7 separate regions of the Mus musculus genome follow, and all the other regions are linked to region 2. A link is a contact called in public ChIA-PET and promoter capture Hi-C data. All regions are on one chromosome and are shown on one strand. Each heading gives the region's core, a stretch centred on a gene start, on an enhancer-like site or on the middle of the called end of the contact. The rest is flanking DNA. Distances are from core to core; before and after follow the strand shown. Region 1 holds the start of Timm13 (translocase of inner mitochondrial membrane 13). Region 2 holds the start of Ndufs7 (NADH:ubiquinone oxidoreductase core subunit S7). Region 3 holds the start of Gng7 (guanine nucleotide binding protein (G protein), gamma 7). Region 4 holds the start of Lsm7 (LSM7 homolog, U6 small nuclear RNA and mRNA degradation associated). Region 5 holds the start of Gadd45b (growth arrest and DNA-damage-inducible 45 beta). Region 6 holds the start of Plekhj1 (pleckstrin homology domain containing, family J member 1). Region 7 holds the start of Gzmm (granzyme M (lymphocyte met-ase 1)).

The links. Promoter capture Hi-C pulls out the DNA fragments that hold promoters and counts their contacts. ChIA-PET counts read pairs in DNA pulled down with a chosen protein or histone mark.
Region 1: a promoter capture Hi-C map of neural stem cells shows a contact between it and region 2. The contact joins the promoter of Timm13 here to the promoter of Ndufs7 in region 2. A contact is called at or near these places in 3 of 39 promoter capture datasets (liver, neural stem cells and pre-B cells).
Region 3: a promoter capture Hi-C map of pre-B cells shows a contact between it and region 2, with 4 times the contacts expected there. The contact joins the promoter of Gng7 here to the promoter of Ndufs7 in region 2. A contact is called at or near these places in 4 of 39 promoter capture datasets (cranial neural crest, liver, neutrophils and 1 more) and 1 of 115 datasets of contacts at active chromatin or transcription factors (bone marrow-derived macrophages).
Region 4: a contact with region 2 is called in a promoter capture Hi-C map of pre-B cells, with 3 times the contacts expected there. The contact joins the promoter of Lsm7 here to the promoter of Ndufs7 in region 2. A contact is called at or near these places in 3 of 39 promoter capture datasets (liver, maxillary cranial neural crest and pre-B cells), 2 of 115 datasets of contacts at active chromatin or transcription factors (memory CD8 T cells and pancreatic cancer cells) and 1 of 9 other capture datasets (liver).
Region 5: a contact with region 2 is called in an RNA polymerase II ChIA-PET map of memory CD8 T cells, with 56 read pairs. The contact joins the promoter of Gadd45b here to the promoter of Ndufs7 in region 2. A contact is called at or near these places in 4 of 39 promoter capture datasets (embryonic stem cells, liver and maxillary cranial neural crest), 1 of 115 datasets of contacts at active chromatin or transcription factors (memory CD8 T cells) and 2 of 9 other capture datasets (adipose tissue and liver).
Region 6: an RNA polymerase II ChIA-PET map of memory CD8 T cells shows a contact between it and region 2, with 42 read pairs. The contact joins the promoter of Plekhj1 here to the promoter of Ndufs7 in region 2. A contact is called at or near these places in 3 of 39 promoter capture datasets (liver, neutrophils and pre-B cells), 1 of 484 Hi-C or Micro-C datasets (natural killer cells), 2 of 115 datasets of contacts at active chromatin or transcription factors (memory CD8 T cells and microglia) and 1 of 9 other capture datasets (adipose tissue).
Region 7: a contact with region 2 is called in a promoter capture Hi-C map of pre-B cells, with 6 times the contacts expected there. The contact joins the promoter of Gzmm here to the promoter of Ndufs7 in region 2. A contact is called at or near these places in 1 of 39 promoter capture datasets (pre-B cells) and 1 of 115 datasets of contacts at active chromatin or transcription factors (memory CD8 T cells).

What each region holds. Positions count from the first base shown.
Region 1 is chr10:80,899,539-80,902,238 of GRCm38.p6, forward strand. Timm13 (translocase of inner mitochondrial membrane 13) reads right to left here and starts at 1,431. Exons shown (of 3, transcript NM_013895.4): 1 at 1,086-1,431; 2 at 944-1,012; 3 at 1-721. The coding sequence starts at 1,205. The coding sequence ends at 623. Lmnb2 (lamin B2) reads right to left here. Exons shown (of 12, transcript NM_010722.5): 12 at 1,825-2,700.
Region 2 is chr10:80,248,090-80,250,915 of GRCm38.p6, forward strand. It overlaps Ndufs7 (NADH:ubiquinone oxidoreductase core subunit S7), which reads left to right and starts at 1,360. Exons shown (of 8, transcript NM_029272.4): 1 at 1,360-1,402. The coding sequence starts at 1,387. n-TFgaa3 (a tRNA gene) reads right to left here and starts at 947; the gene lies at 875-947. n-TNgtt7 (a tRNA gene) reads left to right here and starts at 1,070; the gene lies at 1,070-1,143.
Region 3 is chr10:81,013,532-81,016,272 of GRCm38.p6, forward strand. It overlaps Gng7 (guanine nucleotide binding protein (G protein), gamma 7), which reads right to left and starts at 1,394. Exons shown (of 4, transcript NM_010319.3): 1 at 1,325-1,394.
Region 4 is chr10:80,853,864-80,856,563 of GRCm38.p6, forward strand. It overlaps Lsm7 (LSM7 homolog, U6 small nuclear RNA and mRNA degradation associated), which reads right to left and starts at 1,346. Exons shown (of 4, transcript NM_025349.2): 1 at 1,318-1,346; 2 at 755-845. The coding sequence starts at 1,323. It overlaps Sppl2b (signal peptide peptidase like 2B), which reads left to right and starts at 1,412. Exons shown (of 15, transcript NM_175195.3): 1 at 1,412-1,525. The coding sequence starts at 1,478.
Region 5 is chr10:80,928,600-80,931,456 of GRCm38.p6, forward strand. It overlaps Gadd45b (growth arrest and DNA-damage-inducible 45 beta), which reads left to right and starts at 1,492. Exons shown (of 4, transcript NM_008655.1): 1 at 1,492-1,760; 2 at 1,849-1,950; 3 at 2,430-2,652. The coding sequence starts at 1,717.
Region 6 is chr10:80,797,249-80,799,948 of GRCm38.p6, forward strand. Plekhj1 (pleckstrin homology domain containing, family J member 1) reads right to left here and starts at 1,378. Exons shown (of 6, transcript NM_023900.2): 1 at 833-1,378; 2 at 662-729; 3 at 525-591. The coding sequence starts at 926. Sf3a2 (splicing factor 3a, subunit 2) reads left to right here and starts at 1,487. Exons shown (of 9, transcript NM_013651.4): 1 at 1,487-1,557.
Region 7 is chr10:79,687,651-79,690,488 of GRCm38.p6, forward strand. Gzmm (granzyme M (lymphocyte met-ase 1)) reads left to right here and starts at 1,370. Exons shown (of 5, transcript NM_008504.3): 1 at 1,370-1,815. The coding sequence starts at 1,761. Cdc34 (cell division cycle 34) reads left to right here. Exons shown (of 5, transcript NM_177613.2): 5 at 199-748. The coding sequence ends at 409.

The DNA.
Region 1 (2,700 bases), core at 181-2,680, 650 kb after region 2:
GGCATGTCTCCAACTTGGCTCCTTTGGTGCTTATGTTTTGGTGGGACTGACCAAATTGACCAAATCTCATGTACCAATCCTCTTGCCTCCACACTTAACCCACCCTCAAGTGCTGGGCAGACAGGTGTGCACCACACTTGGTTTATTCAGAGTTAAGGTCAGCACCCTGGGCCTCATGCATGATAGGTGAAGGCTACATGAAGCCTTGCTTCTTAACCTCGGCTGGTCTCCCCGGGATGACCAAACACCTGAGATCATGCTCCGAATTCCCTGAGAGCCAGCAGCCCACTGACCCCAAGGGGAAAGATACCCTGGGAGGTCTGGGCCTACTCAGGGGAAGGGACCTGAAGCAGTGAGGTGACACGCCTGCTTTACTGCCCCAGCAGCGATTTATTGGCCTGCTCTCCTGAGGTCACAGGTCAGTGGGGCCAGCCAGATCCCTGTGCTCTGTCGGGTCCTCACTCTCTTCTGAGATTGAGCTGGACGCAGCAACCCAGGGGAGAGGCCTCGATCCCCAAGCCCTCCATGCTGCCAGACTTCAGGGCGGCTAGGAGGAGACACCCTAACTGGCAGGGAAAACAGTTCAGACCATAAGCACGGTGTCCCGAGGCACAGGTCCCGGTCACATGTTGGCTCGTTCCCGCTGCAGTCGAGAGTTGTAGGCGCGGGACACGGTATTCCAGGCGTCCATGTAGCGGTCCATGCACATGGCGATGCATTTCTGCAAAGCGTGGAGGGGGATCCCTGACTGACGGTCACACGACCCGAGGATCACCCATGAAGGCTGCACCGATCTAGGCACAGAAGCCGGGTCCTCACCCCGCGCACGCGCACAACTTCCTCAGTAGCTAAGGCTAGAGGCCGCGCACGCGCACATCTCTCAACCTCCTAGACGCTCCTGACCCCGCGCCCCTCACCACCCCGGGTTCCCGAGATGTCTCACCTGCTCCGAGTTATCCAAGGAGCCCCCGGGCTTCCCGATGCACTTCCGGAAACACTTGTCCGTCATTCTCTGTGGACACACGCGAGGTCTCAGCGGGGACTCACCCGGGGAACCCCGCCACCAACCCCGGCGCGCCCCGCACCTGGAGCAGCTCCTGCGCGTTGGCCACGGCGATCTGCACTTTCACCTGCTCCATAATGGCCCCCGGGTCCAGCTTCCCGCCACCCGTGCCGCCAAAATCCGAGCCGAAGCCGCTGTCCATGGCTGCTCAGTCAACCGGGCCACGGTCGCGCACACCGACCATACGCCCCGGAAGCCAAGCCGGGGCACCACGGGAAACAGAGGCTGAGTCGATTCCCACAAGGCAGCGCGCGTCGTCAGCAGTCTGACAAAGCTGCGGCCTGAGTCACCATGGAAACAAGTTAAACTACACCTCCCACAAACCCGTGCGCGCCGTGCACTCTGACCTCGGAGGCTCTATGGGAAACTGCAAACTCCTGCTCCCACAAGGCTGTGCGCGCCGTCCCTAAGCACTGTCCTTTGGCTTCTAGAAAGGAAGGAAACCCGAACCACAATTCCCAGAAGGCTGTGCAACTTCCCGCGTGAGCCCACTGACTTTTGACGCCCTGGCAAGGGCTGGACCAGGGTCATTTTGTCCTGGACCTCCCCGCTGCGCATGCGTACAATATAAAATCCTCGCTGCTTTTTTTTTTTTTTTTTAATATGTTTTTTTTTTAAAGTTATACGGATGGTTGTGAGCCACCATGTGGTTGCTGGTATTTGAACTTCGGACCTTCGGAAGAGCAGTCCGGTGCTCTTACCCACTGAGCCATCTTACCAGCCTGCTGCTCCTATCTTAATCTGAAGATCTACTCTGAGGCTGCAGTTAAAGTCAATGTTTATTTGAGTATACAAAAGTTTCCAGTTGTAAAATGTATATTACAAATCATAGGCGTAAAAGAAAAGGTGGAACACACGTTTGGCATGCATCTTATAAAAGAAACAATCTGTAGAGCTGAGCGATGTGCGCAGTGCCGGCGGCTCCCCAGCAGCAGTGCCACTCCGGTAACCATCTCACCTAGCCAGGGCCAGAAACAGACCCCTGAGGACCTGCAGATTACTCTAGACCTGCTCCTCAAATACAAGGAAGCTAGCTCCAGTGCAGAGTACACCTGCCCTGTGGGCAAGGCAGCAGAGCTGCGCAGTGACTGCAGCCAGCCATAACTATCCAGGATCCAACGCCGGTCACAAAGAAAACGGAGGTATCTAGAAGCAGGAGGTGGCTGGTGGGTTCTGGAGGTTGGTGGCAGTGGTGGCATCCTGTGGCCAAGAGCTCTTGCCTTGGGGGAAGACTAGGCCTGGACTCTTCCTACCATCAGCTGTGCCAGGAGAGAGAAAGAACTCGCCCTAGCTCAGTAAAGGAAGCTGCCAGTTGTGGCAGCTCCAGGCCTGAACCCCCAGAGCATCATCCCAGTGAGCTGCGTTACTGACCGATGTAAAAAAATAAATATTCTTTAAAAAAATACCATGTGTCAGTGGTGGGGAGGTGACAGGTGAAACTGGCTGGCTCCTGGCACTAAGTTGCAGGGAAGCAAGTTTCCAGGCCTTGCCATCGAGGTGGGGCACAGAGGGGCCACACAGTATTCATACAGGAGAGGCCAGGAGCATAGCTAGTGTGGCCACACTCATGTGAGCAGTCACTGGCTGGGAACCTGCAGCCTTTGCTCCTGAAGGCACAACGCCCACGGTTTGCCTGT
Region 2 (2,826 bases), core at 110-2,609:
CTCAGGTCTAGCAGCAGTCAACTGCTTTTATCCACTGAACCAGTTCAGACCTTTATCATTCTCATTATCATGGTTGGCCTTGAGTTTGCTGTCTAGCCAAGGACTCCTAACTCTCCTGCCTCAACCTCCCCAGGGCTGGAATGACAGGCACGCCACACATGCCTTGTTTATGTGGTGCCGAGGTGGAACCAGGGTCTTCTGCGTGATAGGAGAGAGTGCTCACTAACCACCTACATTTATTCATTTTACTTTATTATTTTATGTGTGGGTGTTTTGACTGCATGCATGCCTGGTGCCTGGAGAGATCAAAAGAGCCATCAGAGACCCATGAATTGGAGTTTTAGAAGGTTATGGGATGCTGGGAATTGAATTCCCATTCTTTTGAAAGAGGAACCAATGCTCTGCTGAGCCATTTTAAAAAAATGTTACCTTTGGGAGGCAGAGGCAGGTGAATTTCTGAGTTCAAGGCCAGCCTGGTTTACAGAGTGAGTTCCAGGACAGCCAGGACTATACAGAGAAACCCTGTCTCGAAAAACCAAAAAAGAAAAAAAAAAAAAAGTTACTTAACAACATCATTACCAACAACAATAATAATTTTGGCTTTTTGAGAGGAAGAACTTGTCCTCGTACACATCCTCCTGCTTCTCTGGGGTGCTAGTCTGACAGGTGTGTAAACAATTCACCCCGATACTTTTACATTTCATAGTCAGTAATGGCTTTAGACCTATTAATTGGAAGAATGCAGGACTGATTGCTAATATGTAAATAGAACGTAAAAGTTCAACATTGGATTGGACTAATTCAAGACTGTGGTTCAAAACGAATCAAAAATCTCAAAAACGGAAGACAGGTTCATCAATGAGTTAAAAACACTTGCCGAAACCCGGGATCGAACCAGGGACCTTTAGATCTTCAGTCTAACGCTCTCCCAACTGAGCTATTTCGGCGACGCGCTGTTTGTCGGTAACACCCTCCCTCCGCCCCGTGCCATTGCTTTAGCGCGCAAGCGCACTTCACAATTTGTCTGTCAAACCTTGTAGGGTTATACTATAAGCAGCTGACTAATGTCGTCTCTGTGGCGCAATCGGTTAGCGCGTTCGGCTGTTAACCGAAAGGTTGGTGGTTCGAGCCCACCCAGGGACGACCACAGCGACTTTTTCATTCCCTAATACTGAATAAAGTGGAAGTTCTTTATTTTGTCGCTGTTTCCTGTTTGTCACAGGACGACCGTGGCGCACTCTGCGCGGACGCGACCACAGGTATAAAGCGGGTCAGAACCACTCGGCTTGTGGTGCGGGTTTCCGCTGGTGTCTATTTGGGCGTTGGACTAGAACCGGAACTCTTTGGAGGACGGACCGCAGAGGTTGTCTGAAGGCCGAGGCCAAGATGGCGGCGCTGGCGGGTGAGTGAAGCCCTTGCGGTCGGGAGAGTGGCGTAGTCCTGGGCTCCGAGCTGGCGCTGCGGGGACCTTGGAGCCCAAGCCTAGTGTTGAGAGGCGTTGGGACCGTAGAGACCTATAGGTCAGATCCCAGCCCTCGGTAATGTCGGTGTCTAGCATTAGGCCGAAGCATGTTTGAATTCACGTTACACAGTTCTGCATGGTCTACATAGCAAGTTGCAGGCCTCCTGCTATCGTCCCTGATTATAGTCGGGAACGCTGAGGCCTGTGTATCTTCCAACCTCAGGAAGCTGACTGCAGAAACCCGGCTGATGTCCCCGAAGCACAGAGTGGGACAGGGGAGAGGCCCAGGACACTTAGGCCACCCACCCGGTGGCTCTTTCCATCTCATCCCCAACCTGGACAGCTAGCAAGGGCCTCTAGAGCAGATGTCTTAGTTTCCCTGCCAAAGCTTTGGTGTCTTTCTCTTTATGTACAGGGATTAAACACCTGTGCAGTTTGGTAGACGTGAGCGACAGTTGCTAAGTGGAACCTCCCATCGCCTAGCAGGTTGCAGTGTTAACATAAGGAGTGGGAGAACTCAGGAAGTCGGGTCTAACTCCTTCTGTGTTTTGTTGTTGCTTTGAGACAGTGTCTGATGGGTCCTAGCTCAAACTCTATACTGTGGGTGATCTTGAAGGCTTCATCCGAATGCCTTCACTGCTAATGCTGGGATGGCAGGTGTGCACAGTCAAGCCCATTTATACAGCACCAGGGATGGAACTAAGAGCTTGGTGCATGCCAGGCAGGGACTCTGCCAACACAACTCCAGCCCCAAATGCCTGCTTTGGAGACAGGATCTCATGTATAAGAGGCTGACTTTGAACTCCTGATCCTCCAGGCTCTGACCCCAAATACTAGGATGACAGACTTACTACTATACCCAACATTATTTTTTCTTTTAAAGATAGGGTCTTCCTGTGTGGCCTAGAGTCATATCAAACTCATGTTCCTGCTACAGTCTCTCATTGCTGGGGTTACAGACCCCACCACTGTACCCAGCCCAGCTGTGATGTAGCCCCCTTGAAGAGTGGAGGGCTTGGTGATTCGTGGTGTTGACTGCTGGCGCCTGAATTCACTCAGGCTCAGCTGTGATCTTGCTGGTGACAGTTAATAGACCTTACTGTGGTCCTATTTGAAGGAGAAACTAACACCTTAGAGACAACAAGGAGGATGTTTGCTGTAAGGCATTGTACTGTACAGCTGTGATCCCATCCCTTGGGACGCTGAGGCAGGATGAGCCTAGCCTGGGCTATACTGGATCCCTGCTTCAAAAGAAGGGCACTAAGATTTCTGGGAGTTCCAGGCCGGCCATGGATACATAGTAATACCATTTTAAAAGGCAGGAAGAGGAGGAGGCCTGGAGATGTGGTCCAGTGTTAAAACAT
Region 3 (2,741 bases), core at 144-2,643, 770 kb after region 2:
GGCTCCACACTGCATGCCAGGACCTCCTCCCTGATTTGAGAAAGTTACACATGTCCCTAGATGTTACCCAGTGTTCCCTGCACAGCAGAGTCACCCAAGTTCAGAGACAATCTTACACTAAACTGCAAGCTGACTGTGGTGTTTTTGAGACAGTGTCTCACTCTGCAGTCGTGGCTGTCCTGGAACTCACTATGTAGCCTAAGCTAGCCTCAAATTTTCCATTTTTCTGCCTCAGTTTCCTAAGGACTGGGAGAGCACGCCTGCCACCACCGGGGTAGAGATTCTCATTTGCACCCCAGGATGGTGGGAGTCAAGGGGGGTTCCTCATAGTCTTTCTGTGACAGCTTGCACCAGAATGGCCTTAACACATATCTTCCCTGGCAGATACTGCAGGGAGCCTACCCAGGGCTAGCTGCCCTGCCCTCATGAGGAGGTAGGGGGGACTGAGGACTGAGGGACAGCAGCTAACAGATCAAAGCAGAGTCCCAAAGCCACTGAGAGCACTAGACCTGTCTGCAGCTGCAAACCGGTGAACTTGGTGCCTGGTTCCCTGACACCTGGCAACAGTTTCAGTGCTATAACAAGAGGTCCCCCAGCCAGCCACCGTCACCCTCTCTCCCACCTCGCCCCTACCCCCACCCCATCCCACCCCCGCAGTGGAGAGCTGCCCACACACCTTAACACTATTGCCCCTAACACTCCCACAGGAAGTTTCTGAAACAGTCAGTCAACACTGGAGCCTTGTGCACCCCAAGATCTAAGCCTATGTACCCTGAGTCCCTGAGAGGGACACACAGGTACCTTCCCCCTGCTCTATGTCTTTGTCTCCAAGGTGTTGGTACTGTGTGCAACCAAACAGCAAACAGGTAGTGCCCCACTCCTCCTTGACTGCACCCCACTCCTCCCTGACTGCACCCCTCTTCTCCATGACTGAACTCCATTCTTCTCTGTCTGTATCCCACTGTTGTCTGACTTCACTTCACTCCTCCCTTATTGTACCCCACTTCTCCTGACTGTACGCCACTCCCCTGACTACACCACACTCCTGTCACCTTACCCAATACGTATCTGACTGCACCAAACTCAGTCTTGTATGACTGTACCCCACTCCTCCCTAATTGACTGCACCCCACTCCTCCATAACTGATTGCCACCCATTCCTCCCTGATTGCACCCCACTCCTCTTTGACTGCACCCCAACTCTCTCTGACTGCACCCCACTCTTGTCTGACTTCACCCCACTTCTCTGGGCTGCCCCCGTCCTCTCTGAGGCAGCCCACTCCTCCCCGATACACCCCGAGTCTCTTCAGCATGCGGAGCTCACCTGCCTCCAGCCAGTGTCTCAGCAGCCGCACAGCCGAACGCACCGCGGGGCCTAGAGAGGGCTCTTCCATGGGGCGGGGTCTCCCGCGATGAGGGCGGAGCCTCTGTAGCATTCGGACCAATCAGAAGCCAAGGTGGCGGAGGTTGGTCCAGAGGAGGAGCCTAGGGCCGACAGTCTGGTAGGCTTAGCCTTGGGGGCAGGGCGGGGCTTCGGGCTCGAGTGGGCGGGCCAAACCCAGGAATGGCGTCTCCACGGGCCATTCACTAGCTGGAGGGCGGGGTTATGCGTCTAAAGATTGGCAATCAATGGTGCAATCAAAGGGGCCTCTCTGAGGAGAAGCTGCTTAACGTTAGGCATGTACTAAGTCAGGCTTTGTTTTGTTTGGATTTTCGAGTTTATTTTATTGGTGTGTATTTATTGTATGGTATAATGAGTTTCATTATGACGTTTGCATACATTTGTATCCCATATTGTGATAATATTCATCTTCCGCTGAGCATCATTTTAGCAGTAAGAAAACACCGATCAAACTCCCCATCTCAGCCCAGATCTAACAGAACAGCAAGGTCCAGTCAAAAAACCCCATGGGAGCCAGGGACAGGAAGCTCCCTTGTGGTTTTCAAGGAACGAGTTTGAATCCCGAGCAGAGACCCAGGATAGTGAGGAAATACTGATTTTTTATTTGCTTGTTTATCATTTCTGTATTCTGATGTTCATCTCCGGTTTTTTCTATTCTCTCTGTTACTTGGGTTTTTTTTTGGCTTTTGCAGTACTTGGCTTGGGTTATAACTTCAGCCATATATATATATTTTAAGACAGGGTCACAGTAAACCGCCCAGGCTGGCCTTGAACTCACCATGCAGGAGAGGATGACTTTGACTCTCCAGTGGGGGCAGTGGCACCAGGGACTCATGCTGGAAGCCCCAGCCCATGGGTCTGCATTCTCTACAAGTTTTCTTGGTGACCTCAGAGACATCTGGAACATCCCTGCAGGTAACAGCCATCCCAGGGAAAGACCAGTGCAGCCCCTGGGTGGGTGACCTCAGGATTCTGGTGTGGACTGACATTCTGTGACAGACAATCTACTGGCTCGGCTCCCTGGACTCTTGTCATTCCTGAAGGAACCTGGCTATCATCCACACACACATCCACACACATACATGCACACACATATGAATGCCCCCACCACAGACATGCACAGACAGGCACACACATGCACGTGTGCTCACACACACAAACACACACAAACACTGCACTTTATATTCAGAGAAAGCCCAGAACCTTTCTTCAGTGTTCTTCCCTGGCACATCCCATCCAGGCTGTCCCCAGACCCTACTACTGTTTGTGGTTCACCTGGTAGATGCAGAGTTGGGCTATCTTCCAGCACTTGAGAAGATGAGGCAGGAGGACTGCCCCA
Region 4 (2,700 bases), core at 96-2,595, 610 kb after region 2:
TCAGTCCACCCCGTAACACATATAGAACCTGGTATGGCAGCTCAGGAACAGTTGCCACCACAGAACTCATGAGTAAGTAAGTGTGGTGGCCTAGTCACTGTGACTCCAACCCTCTTCTTTCCAGTATGGAAGGTGCTATATAGTGTCCATAAAACTTTATTGTCACCCATCCATGCAATCTGAAACAGTCTCCCCCCCCCCCCCCAGGGTCTCATGTGCCCAAGCTGGTCTCAGACTCACTAGGCAGCCTGATCCTCCTGTCTTACCCCTAGTGTTGGAATGCCAGGCTTATACAACCACGCCAGGTTTACACGGGGTTGGGAATAGAACTCAGGGCTTTATGCATGCTAAACCAGCAATCTACCCACAGACATACAGCCCCACCCATGGTTGATTCTTGGAGACAGATCTTGCTACATAACTTAAACTGGCCTGGAACTTTCAATCCTTTCATTGGGAAACCTTCCAGGTTCCTGCTGTGTCCAGGTGCTTAAGAACAGGGCTTCCTATCACCTCCTTCCACCTCCTCGTGGGTCCTGGCCCCTTCCTTCAGGATCCATCCATACTGGTCTGGGTGCTAATCTCACTTGACTCCTTTCCTGGGGCTCTGTTTCCCCACCCACAATAGGGGCATACCTTTCAATGGTACACAATAGCCCAAGCCATTATTGGAACGCCTGTACTAGGTGGCTTCCCTTGCTTGCTGTGACCTCAGCCAAGCTCTGTGTCAGGGAGCCCTGCGGTAGGCACTCACCTTCCCGGCCACCCTGGAACTTCACCCGAATGGTCTTATCGATGTACTTGGAGAGGTCCAAGATGCTTTCTTTCTTCTTTTTCTCTTTGTCCTGCTGGGAGGTGGGGCGCTGAGGAGAGAGGTCCAGCCTCCCCATATCCCTGTAGCCTGGGCATGGCACCCAGGGACTCCTTTCCAACTCAGGCTCCCAGAACCCTGGGTGCATCCTCACCTCCAGTGTCTGCCTAATTGAATGCTATGCCCGAGTCTGCATTTCTGTCTGCATGCCCACGTCCTCATCTGCATCCCTGGATACCCCATCTGCACTGTTTCCTGTACGCACCCCTGTCTGCCTGGTCTGCAACCCCCACGTTCCGCGTCTGCATCCTCATGTCGGTCGTCTGTTTTTCATGTCACCTGGTCTGTACCCATGGCTTCCGTCTGCAGTCCCACGTGGCTCCCATCCTTCAGCACCCTGTCTCCCTACTCTAGGGCGTCCGTCACTCTCCTTTCAGTCTTTCTGCTCTCGCTTCCACAGACCCTCGATCCCGCGGCCCTGCTTTCCACGATCTAGACATGCTCACCGCCATCTTGTCGCCTCACGTCGCTCTGCGCAGGCGCCGCCCCGCCCTTTTCTAACGCGGAGGCCTTTGCGCACGCGCAGCCTCGGCGCAAGCACGTTGCGGCGTCCCGAAGGCGTTGCCAGGAAACCTTCCGCCTAGAGCTGCGGGGGGACCGGCGGACATGGCCGCGGCGCGGCTGGCCGCAGCTTTGCTGCTACTCGCGGCCCAGGTGAGCGCCACGGCCGATCGGCCCGGCCCCCCAACTCCTGACCGTGCCCTTGACCTTGCGGTCCACTCGCTCATTGCCACCGCAGACTTCTGGCGGGGCTTAGCCCGCCCTGCGCCCCGGGGCCCCAACCGCCGCCGCCGCTGTTCCTGCCAGCCTCAGTTTCCCCTTTTGCAGAATGGGGCGAGTTCCCGCGCTCCATCCCCGGGGCGTCCAGCGCGGCCCCCGAGGTGCATGCAGCCCGGCACCCCGGCTTCTGTTCTGTGACCTTGGGCGGAAGGGGGTCCCCACCTCAGGGTCGGTGCAGAACGCTGGGGACGAGCTTCTGCTGGGACGCCTCAGGTGTGCGCGGGGTGCGCCCTGGCAGGAGGCTGGCTTCTGGTGTGCTTTGCTTTCTGAGAGAGGTGGCATGCTGGTCTCGAACTCGGCGTAGTCCAGGCTAGCCTTGAACTCACTATGTAACCCATGTTGGCTTCACACTCACTCTGCAGTCCAGGCTGCCCTCCAACTTGCTCCGCAGCTCAGGCTGGCCTCCAGCTCGCTCTGCAGTCCAGGCTGGGCTCTGACTTCCCATGTTGCCCTGGCTGTCCCTGTGCACCCGGTGAGGCTTGGCTAACCTGGAACTCAAAGCAAAACACCGGCCTAGTTATCTCACGCGCCGCATCGCAACTCCTGGCTTAGTAGAGTCCTTTCTTGTTTTGTCTTTGTGGCTCCAGCCTTCAGTCCCAGATCCTGGAGTGTTGCATCCTTGGGTCTTGGGCCGGTTTGAAGGGTGGCCAGTGCGTCCTGCTACTGTGTACGCTCTTGTCTTGTGAAACAAGAGCCCAGGTCATTTTTAAAAATACTTTTTCTTTTCCTTTTTGAGATTACAGACTTTTGTGACAGGGTCTCCCTGTATGGCCCAGGCTGGCGGTGGGCTTGCAGCTCTGCCTCAGCCTCCCCGGTGCTGCCACAACTGGCTGGCATGTGCCTCCTTGATTGGCTAAGCTTTAAGGCATTCCTCACACATGTGGTTCCTGGGCTCTCCACCATGTGGCCAACATCTCTCTTTGGCTGCTTTTATCCCCACATCCTGTTCTTGGCTGAGCATGAGCTTTTGAAAGTGTGTCAGGGCTTGCTGCATCTGGCCAGTGGGCCAGGGCTCTACATCATATTTAGCAGGCCACTGTCCTCTGGAA
Region 5 (2,857 bases), core at 242-2,741, 680 kb after region 2:
AAAAAAATCATTCCAAGTGTTCTCTCCCCCTCCCTTTCCGGAAGCTGCGTGAGCAGAGACCTCATGAGGCCACCAGGTGTCGCCGCCGCGCCTCTCACGCCAGGGACATTTCGCATGCTGGGTGGGTGGCGCGGAGGAAGCAGGATGCGTCACCAGACCCGGGATCGGGGGATCCGGGGATCCGGGGAACCGAGCCGCGCGGCCGAGGCCAGGACCCAGGCTGGCGGAGGAGGCGACTCAGGGTGATTCACCGGGAGCCCCCGTGCACCGTGGGAGAATCCCACGCGGGTCTATCTGCCTCGCTCGTGTCCTTGCTGTCGACTACCAGCCCTCAAGCTGTGGCTTGGAACGCCCTTGGAAGCCTCAGTTTCCATTTTGCATAATGCAGATATCAATTCCTTTGCCTGACAAATCTTGGAAAGATAAATGACACGCGTGGAAGAAGGGGCTTGTGCTTCATGCTACGCACTACAAAAATGCCAGGGACATAAGAGCGGCTGCCTTTCAGTCACCTCTCCCCGGGTCAGTACCCTTCGGGTTTTGCCACTTGGCTTCCCCCTCAGGGGTTAAGTGTGGCGAATCGATCTGAGGATAGACGGTGAGGCAGCCGGCAGGGGGCAGGGTCACTCCGCAGAGCGTCTGGAGGGCTCTTCACCTGCGCCTCCCGTGCACACGTGAAATTCTCGGGGTGCCGGGAGGAGGGAGAAAGGGTTCCGGATCTCTCCCCCTGCGATCCCTTAGTGCTCTGCAGCCAGGACCCCTGGGGCACCGCCAAGCCACCTACCACGACCACTAGGAAGCTTCCTGTGTGCCTCTCCTCCCGCGACCCTGGCCTTAGAGGGCTGAGCGTTCTCAAAGCACCTTCGTGCTGGCGATGCTAGGGTGCCTTGGTAGTTCTCACTTTGGGGAGAGGATCCCACCGTCCTCAAACTTACCAAACGTTTACTGTATACCCTAGACGTTATTTAAACACTCTCCAACTCTACAAGGCCGGCAGAACACTTAGTAAGCCTCCTGGCGCATGCACATCCCTTCTTTCAGAGCTTGGGAAAGGCTAGGGACTCTCCGGGGACAGCGAGGGGATTCCAGACAGCCCTCCCCGAAAGTTCAGGCCAGCCTCTCGCGCTGGAAACCCCGCGCGCGGCCTGCGTAGCGCGGCTGCCGGGAAATCAGGAGAGAAACTTCTGTGGTTTTTTTTTTTTTTTTTTTTTTTTTTTTTTTCTCTCTAGAGCTCTCTCTCTAGAGCTCTCTGGCTTTTCTAGCTGTCGCCGCTGCTGGCGTTCACGCTCCTCCCAGCCCTGACCCCCACGTGGGGCCGCCGGAGCTCCGAGCTCCGCCCTTTCCATCTCCAGCCAATCTCAGCGCGGGATACTCGGCCCTTTGTGCATCTACCAATGGGTGGAAAGCGCATGCCTCCAGTGGCCACGCCTCCACCCGGGAAGTCATATAAACCGCTCGCAGCGCCCGCGCGCTCACTCCGCAGCAACCCTGGGTCTGCGTTCATCTCTGTCTTCTTGGATTAATTTCGAGGGGGATTTTGCAATCTTCTTTTTACCCCTACTTTTTTCTTGGGAAGGGAAGTCCCACCGCCTCCGGAAGGCCTCCGACACTTCTGGTCGCACGGGAAGGTTTTTTTGCCTCTTGGGTTCGTATCTGGACTTGTACTTTGCTCTTGGGGATCTTCCGTGGGGGTCCGCTGTGGAGTGTGACTGCATCATGACCCTGGAAGAGCTGGTGGCGAGCGACAACGCGGTTCAGAAGTGAGTACAACAGAGGCTGAGGTCTTCTCGCCCGCCGCCTGAGGTCTGCGGGGCTGTCATCGGCTAATCTCCCCATTTGGCCTTTTAGGATGCAGGCGGTGACTGCCGCGGTGGAGCAGCTGCTGGTGGCCGCGCAGCGTCAGGATCGCCTCACCGTGGGGGTGTACGAGGCGGCCAAACTGATGAATGTGTGAGTCAGCACCCCCCTTTCTCGGGCGTGGGTGGGGGCGCCCCTCTGATGCACGCGCGCTCCAACATCCCTATAGGGCTCGGGGCTTTGGGGGACTTTCCCAGCGCTCTCGGTTTTGGGGAGTGGAGGGCGACATTTCTCAGAGAATTTTTTTTGGGGAGGAGGAAAGAGAGTCGCTGCAGAACCCTGACTTCGCAAGTTTGAGGTTTTGTGTTTTTTGTTTTGACAAGGCAACCCCAGTAACTTTGGACTATGTGCTTCCTCCCCCACCGCCATCAGTATTTGCATAGTCGGCCACCCCAGCACCCGTGCAGTACTGCGGCTGGGGGGCTGTTCTTATATACACTCCTGATGCACGATGGGTCTTGTCCACCCTTCCCGCCTGCGGTTCCTGGAGCTCATATCCCCCTATCCCACCCCGTGCACGGTGACACCCGCTCCTGGTCTGACGACCCCCTGACACTCCTTCTCTCCTGCAGGGACCCCGACAGCGTGGTCTTGTGCCTCCTGGCCATAGACGAAGAAGAGGAGGATGATATCGCTCTGCAGATTCACTTCACCCTGATCCAGTCGTTCTGCTGCGACAATGACATTGACATCGTCCGGGTATCAGGCATGCAGAGGCTGGCGCAGCTCCTGGGGGAGCCGGCGGAGACATTGGGCACAACCGAAGCCCGAGACCTGCACTGCCTCCTGGTCACGGTGAGCCCTCCCCCCCCCCACGTCTCTGTCTCTCTCTCTCCCCGCCCCACCCACCCGTCCTGGTCACCTGGGTCCCGTGTTTGTCAACATAGCTGGGCTGGCTGGTCCAGCACCAGCTCAGTGCCCAGCCATGCTTGGCATGTCCCGTGGGCTGCCTAGTCACCCTGGCAGCTATTTTGAGCCAGCCTGTTTTTCCCCAGTAGGG
Region 6 (2,700 bases), core at 128-2,627, 550 kb after region 2:
ACCCTACTGCCAAGCCCAATGACCAGCGTTTTATGCTGGAGACCTACATAGTGGAAGATGAGAACCAACTACTCAAGTTTCCCTCTGGCCTTACTGGCATACTCACACCCCAAAACACGTGTGCACTCGTGCAAGAAGGAGAAAAGAGGGGTACAGATAAAGAACCCCACTGGATAATATAGGTAGACATGATGCCCAAATCTCTACAAGATACTGTAAAGTTCTCGTTAGGGAAGAAGGCTGAGACAGGCCTTAAAGCCTGCCCGTACCCTACCCGTGGCAGAGAGGGCGGCAGAGACTGTTCCTGCTATACACCCCACGTTCGCAGACTGCACCTCTCTCAGTTGGGAACGGGCAGAGGGGTCGGAGAAGAAACTAAGCGAGAACCAGACCCAGTGGGCACTCTGAGTGATAGCTGGGCCAGTCCTGGGCCACCAGCGGACGCGGGATCCAGGACAAACGTAGGCTCCTAAGGGAGTAAAAAGGATCGGGTGTGCGGAGCAGAGTCCGGGATGGAAACTTACTGATGGAGAAGCCGCCCGGTTCTTCCTGGGCCACTCTGCAGCGCTCCAGCAACAGGGCTCCGAGGGGCTGCGCGAGACACGGCCATGAGCGCCGGCCTCCGGGCCGCGCGGGTCCCCCGCGCCCCCCACGCCCCTACCTCGGCCTCGTCCGGGCGGAAGTAAAAGAGGAAGTTGACCACCAGCTTCACCAGTCGCCGCTTGGCCACTGTAGGCACAGGGCGGTGTCAGCGCGGAACTGTTCTCATTCGCCCACCCAGGAACCGCGCCGGCCCGCCCAAGTGCCCCAGCCGCAGCCCCGACTGGCTCACCGCTGCCCTTCTTGGGGCCCCGCATGCCCAGCTCGGCCGCCATCTCTGCCGGCTGTCGGGACAGCGCCTGCAACTCTTTCTCGTTGTACCGCATCCCGCCGCACGGATCCGCGCGAACCAACACGCGCCCTGCCTCTCGGCCGCCGTCCTCCCCGAAGCCGCAGCCAGCGCCACAAAAGTCTCAGAGAGCGATCTCGGAAGTCCCAACCCGGTTACTGCGCCTGCGCGTTGTTGGGCTGGTTGCGCGGCCCTAATTTATGGGTCTGCGCGGTTGAACAGAGTCAGACGGGAAGGAGATGGCCCGTCCTTAAATAACCGCCAGACATACTAAGCGTGAGGTGTAAGTTAGACTCAGAGCACTCCACGATGAGCGAAGCGCCTTCCTGGGCCGGTGAACCCTAACGCTTTCCTCTTGTCACGATAGCCGGCGCCGCTAGACTTAGGGCGGAGCGAAACTGTGCGGTCGCTGCAGTGAGCACGCGCACTCTGCGCCCCGACGCTCCTTTCTCTCCCGCCTACCGAAGACGGAAGTCCATCCGCTGGGCCTGCGCACACACGAAACGCCGACGCCTTTGCTCCCGGAAGGGATCGCTTCGTCGGTCGTGCGCACGCGCGCGGCGAAACCGCGGCCTTGGCGGAGATTAAACCCGGATAGCGAGGCCTTAGCGTTGGTGAGGAGCTGCACAGTTTGTCGGTGGCGGCTGCTCCGTCGGGGAGGCTTGAAGGTGGGAGCGAAAGCCCGGGGGCGGGACGGGGAGAGGCAGCGGCCGCCCTCTTGCCTCAGGATCGGCGCGCGCCCGCCGGGAGAGCGCGCTCTCGCGAGGCCCGTTGGGTCGCCGCGTGATTGCTGGCTTGGGTGGCGCTTCTGTGGCCTCCAGGGTGGTTCGGGGTGTCCGAGTGGCGTCTCGGCGTGTATTTTGACCTCCTTGGTTGTTTCCGTTTCCACCTTCGTTAATCGGGGCCCTGGCGACCACTGCTCCTGTCCACCGGAGCAGGTCCCTTGCTGGGATTGAAAGATAACGGTATCTGCACATAAAAGGGATTTGTCCTGGGACCAGGCCTCCTCCCAGACCATTACCTTAACATATACCACGTCTCTGTCCTTATTGATCGTTCATCGGTAATCTTACGGTAGTCCGTGAGGTTGCGCATCTCCCGTCCCTGCGTCCTGGCCTCCTGTCCCAAGTTTCACGTGTGAGCCCCTCCAGTCATCGGCACAACTTTTCATTTATTTCAGACAGGGTCTCACTGCTTAACTGGGGCTGACCTGCAACTCGGTGTGGAAACTTGGCCGATTTCCAGTTCACAGACATTGCCATGCCTCTGCCTTCTCTCGCATAGTGGGACTTACAGCATGAGCCACCACACTTGGCTGTTTTGATTGGTTTTAAGGAATCGAGGGTTTATTTTGGCTGATGGTATGAAGGTGCGGTCTGCCGTGGTGGTCGTGTTGCAGCAGTAGTCAGCAAGCAGATAAATGCCCTTCCCCGCGTTTTTAAAGATTTTGTTTTAATGTGTCTGTGTGGAGCTTTGTGTGTGAGTGGGGTACCCATAGGGTCCAGAAAGGGATATCAGAGTCCCTGGAGCCTACCGCCACCCTTTTTTCTTTTATCTGAGATAGGATCTCACTGCACAGCCCGGTTTGGTCTCTAACACTAACCTAACCATCTTCCTACCTTGGATAAAGAAATGGGATGAGAAGTGTACACCACCACGCCCTACGTTTTCTGTGTTTCCTGGGGTTGGGAACTGTTGGTGGGCGTTTGCAGAGCTTGGTGCCCCATCCACAGAGCAAGCAGTGTGCTCACCCAGGCCCCAGTTTTGTTTTGCTTTTCTAAGATTTATTTATTTATAATGAGTACACTGTA
Region 7 (2,838 bases), core at 120-2,619, 560 kb before region 2:
CCTCCTGCCTCAGCCTCCAAGTACTAAGTGACAAACCTGTTTCCCACAGCCAGCTGTGGTTACCTTCCTGCTGGGAACTGGCCACTCCTTGTCCCCACGCCCTTTATTCCCTCCCACCTGCTCCCTGCCCTCCATTCAGTGTCTATTCTTGGAATCCCATTGTCCTGGGCCTTGGCCTCACCTGCCCTGTCTCCCCAGGAAGCAGGTCCTGGGGACCAAGGTGGACGCGGAGCGCGATGGTGTGAAGGTGCCCACTACGCTGGCCGAGTACTGCGTGAAGACCAAGGCGCCGGCGCCCGACGAGGGCTCGGACCTCTTCTACGACGACTACTATGAGGACGGCGAAGTGGAGGAGGCCGACAGCTGCTTTGGGGATGAAGAGGATGACTCTGGCACCGAAGAGTCCTGACCCACGTCCCTGAAATAAACTTACAAATTTTACCTCAGCAGGACCCGTGTGGGCCTCAGGCGACAGACTACCTCACCGAGGTTCCATGTGGGCTCCCATCCCATGATCCTTAGGTCCTCTTACCCCGTATTCCCCATGGGTTTTCCTCGGCTTTGGAGAAGAGCTGTGGTGCAGGGCAAACACCCCACTCAGCTTTCAGATGATGACAAGCCTGGGAGGCTGGGGACCGACTGCCTGGTGGGGAGCCAGAGACTCCAGCCCAGCCCAAGGAAGGCCAGCACCACAGTCTCCTCTCTGCTTTTGGTGTGTGTGAAATAAAATAAAATAGCTTTCTGAGAAGCTGAGAGAATCACCTAGGACGCCGGTGGCACTCGGTACTGAGGGCCACCTGGGTAGCCCGGCCAAGGCCGTGGGATGGGCAGGAAGAGATAGTGACTGTTAAGGCTCAGGATTGTACAGGGGCCCCAGGCCCAGAAGCAACTTGCTGCCTGCAGATCCCACCTTCCTGCATCTGGCACTGTGGCTGTCTGTGTCCGCCTCCATCCTGCAGTCAGAAGGCCTGGGTCCTGAGGCGTGCAGAGGACTAGTATCCCAGCAGTCCTTGTGTCCTGGGCACTTCTTCAGCCCTGGGAACTCCAGTGCCTGCCTGAGGAGTCCCTGTGGCAGGCAGCCTGGTGACTCCCCACAGGAAGGACAGGCTGAGTGATGCTCTGACCACATCATGCTGTGCAGGGTGGCTACAGTGACCCAGTGCTGAAATAGCATTGGGTGCCATGTAAAGAAAGGAAAAGAAAGTGTCACTTTCATTGCGTGGGCCTGTTAACTCTCCAGAGTTCCAGTCTCCAGAACAAAGCTGTACTCTACTGAATAGCACTTCATGGAACCTGTGCTGCTTATAACTGATGAGAGAAGGACAAGTTGTTGGAAAGGCGTTAGTTCAGGCCTTCCTCTACCCGTATAATTTGCAGCCAGCCTTATGTACAAAGTTGCAGGGCCAGCAGTAAGGCTCAGTGGGTAGAGGCCTGCCACCAAGCCTAGCACAGGACCTACACGGCTCAAGGAGAGAACTGACCCTGTGAGTCATCCTCTGTGGGGGTTGAGGTCCATTGAGACAGACCCAGTGTTTACCTGGTGCTAATCACCAGAATGAGCATCACTGGGCTATAGTTGCTGCCCCCCAGGCAGGGGGCAGCTTTGACAGCAGAATTGCTTTCTAAAACCACACAGCAGGGTGTGAAGTAGGAGGAGTTGACACTTGTGCAAGGTGGGTGGTACTGGGAAGGCCACCTGTCCCCACAGGAAGAGAGAGTGGGGAACCCTTTCCCCCAGGGACCACTGATCCTGTGCCAGGATGGAGGTCTGCTGGTCCCTGCTGCTACTGCTGGCCCTGAAAACACTGTGGGCAGGTGAGCATTCGGGGGAAACTGAGGCCCAGAGCCGGGTATCCAGAGGGCTGTGGATGGGAGGCATTACGTACAGGGAAACTAGCAGATGATTCAGAACCCTGAGTAAAAACAGCGTAGAGCCGGGCGCGGTGGCGCGCGTCTTTAATCCCAGCACTTGGGAGGCAGAGGCAGGCGGATTTCTGAGTTCGAGGCCAGCCTGGTCTACAAAGTGAGTTCCAGGACCCCCAGAGCTATACAGAGAAACCCTGTCTCAAAAAAAAAAAGAAAGAAAACCACGTAGCCTGGTGACAGGCCTCTGAGCTCAGTATTTGAGGGGTCTGAGGCAGGAGGATTGCCATGAGTTCAGTTAGAGTGAGACCTATCAGAGGAAACAAAATGGGGTTAAGGATATAGCTTAAGTTGGGGCATATGCCTGGTGTACAGAAAACCTGGGCTCCATACTCCATTCCACCAGGCATGGTAGAGCACACCTGTCATCCTAGCACTGGAGGTGGAAGACCAGGAATTCAAACCCTTGCTCAAACCCTTGCTCTCCAGTGAGTTTGAGGCCATCTGTGCTACAGAGCCTCCTGAGCACTGACATTAGAGGTGTGTGGCTACCACACATGACTTTCTTTTTGTAAAGGTATTGCCATGTAGCCCTGGCTGGCCTGGAATTTATAAGTAAATACCCGCTTCTTGAGTTTGGTCAATGAGAGGCTGTGCTACCATCCTGAGGTACAGATGGCCTACAACTCACTGTAGAGCTGTGTCTCATGCCTGTAACCCCAGCTCTAGGGGACGAGCCAAGCCACAGGGTCCCTGAGGCTCTGGGAATGTGCTGAATCAGTGAAGCCTCAATTAAGGTATAGGGCAATGCAGAAAACACCAGACTTGGTCTCTGACCTCCATATATATACATCTATCTGTATGCATAGATGCATTTGTCTATTTGAGACAAGATCTCACTATTGTAGTCCTGGCTGACTGGAACTCACGGAATCTGCAGCCCTCTACCTCGTAAGCACTGGGATTGGAGTTATG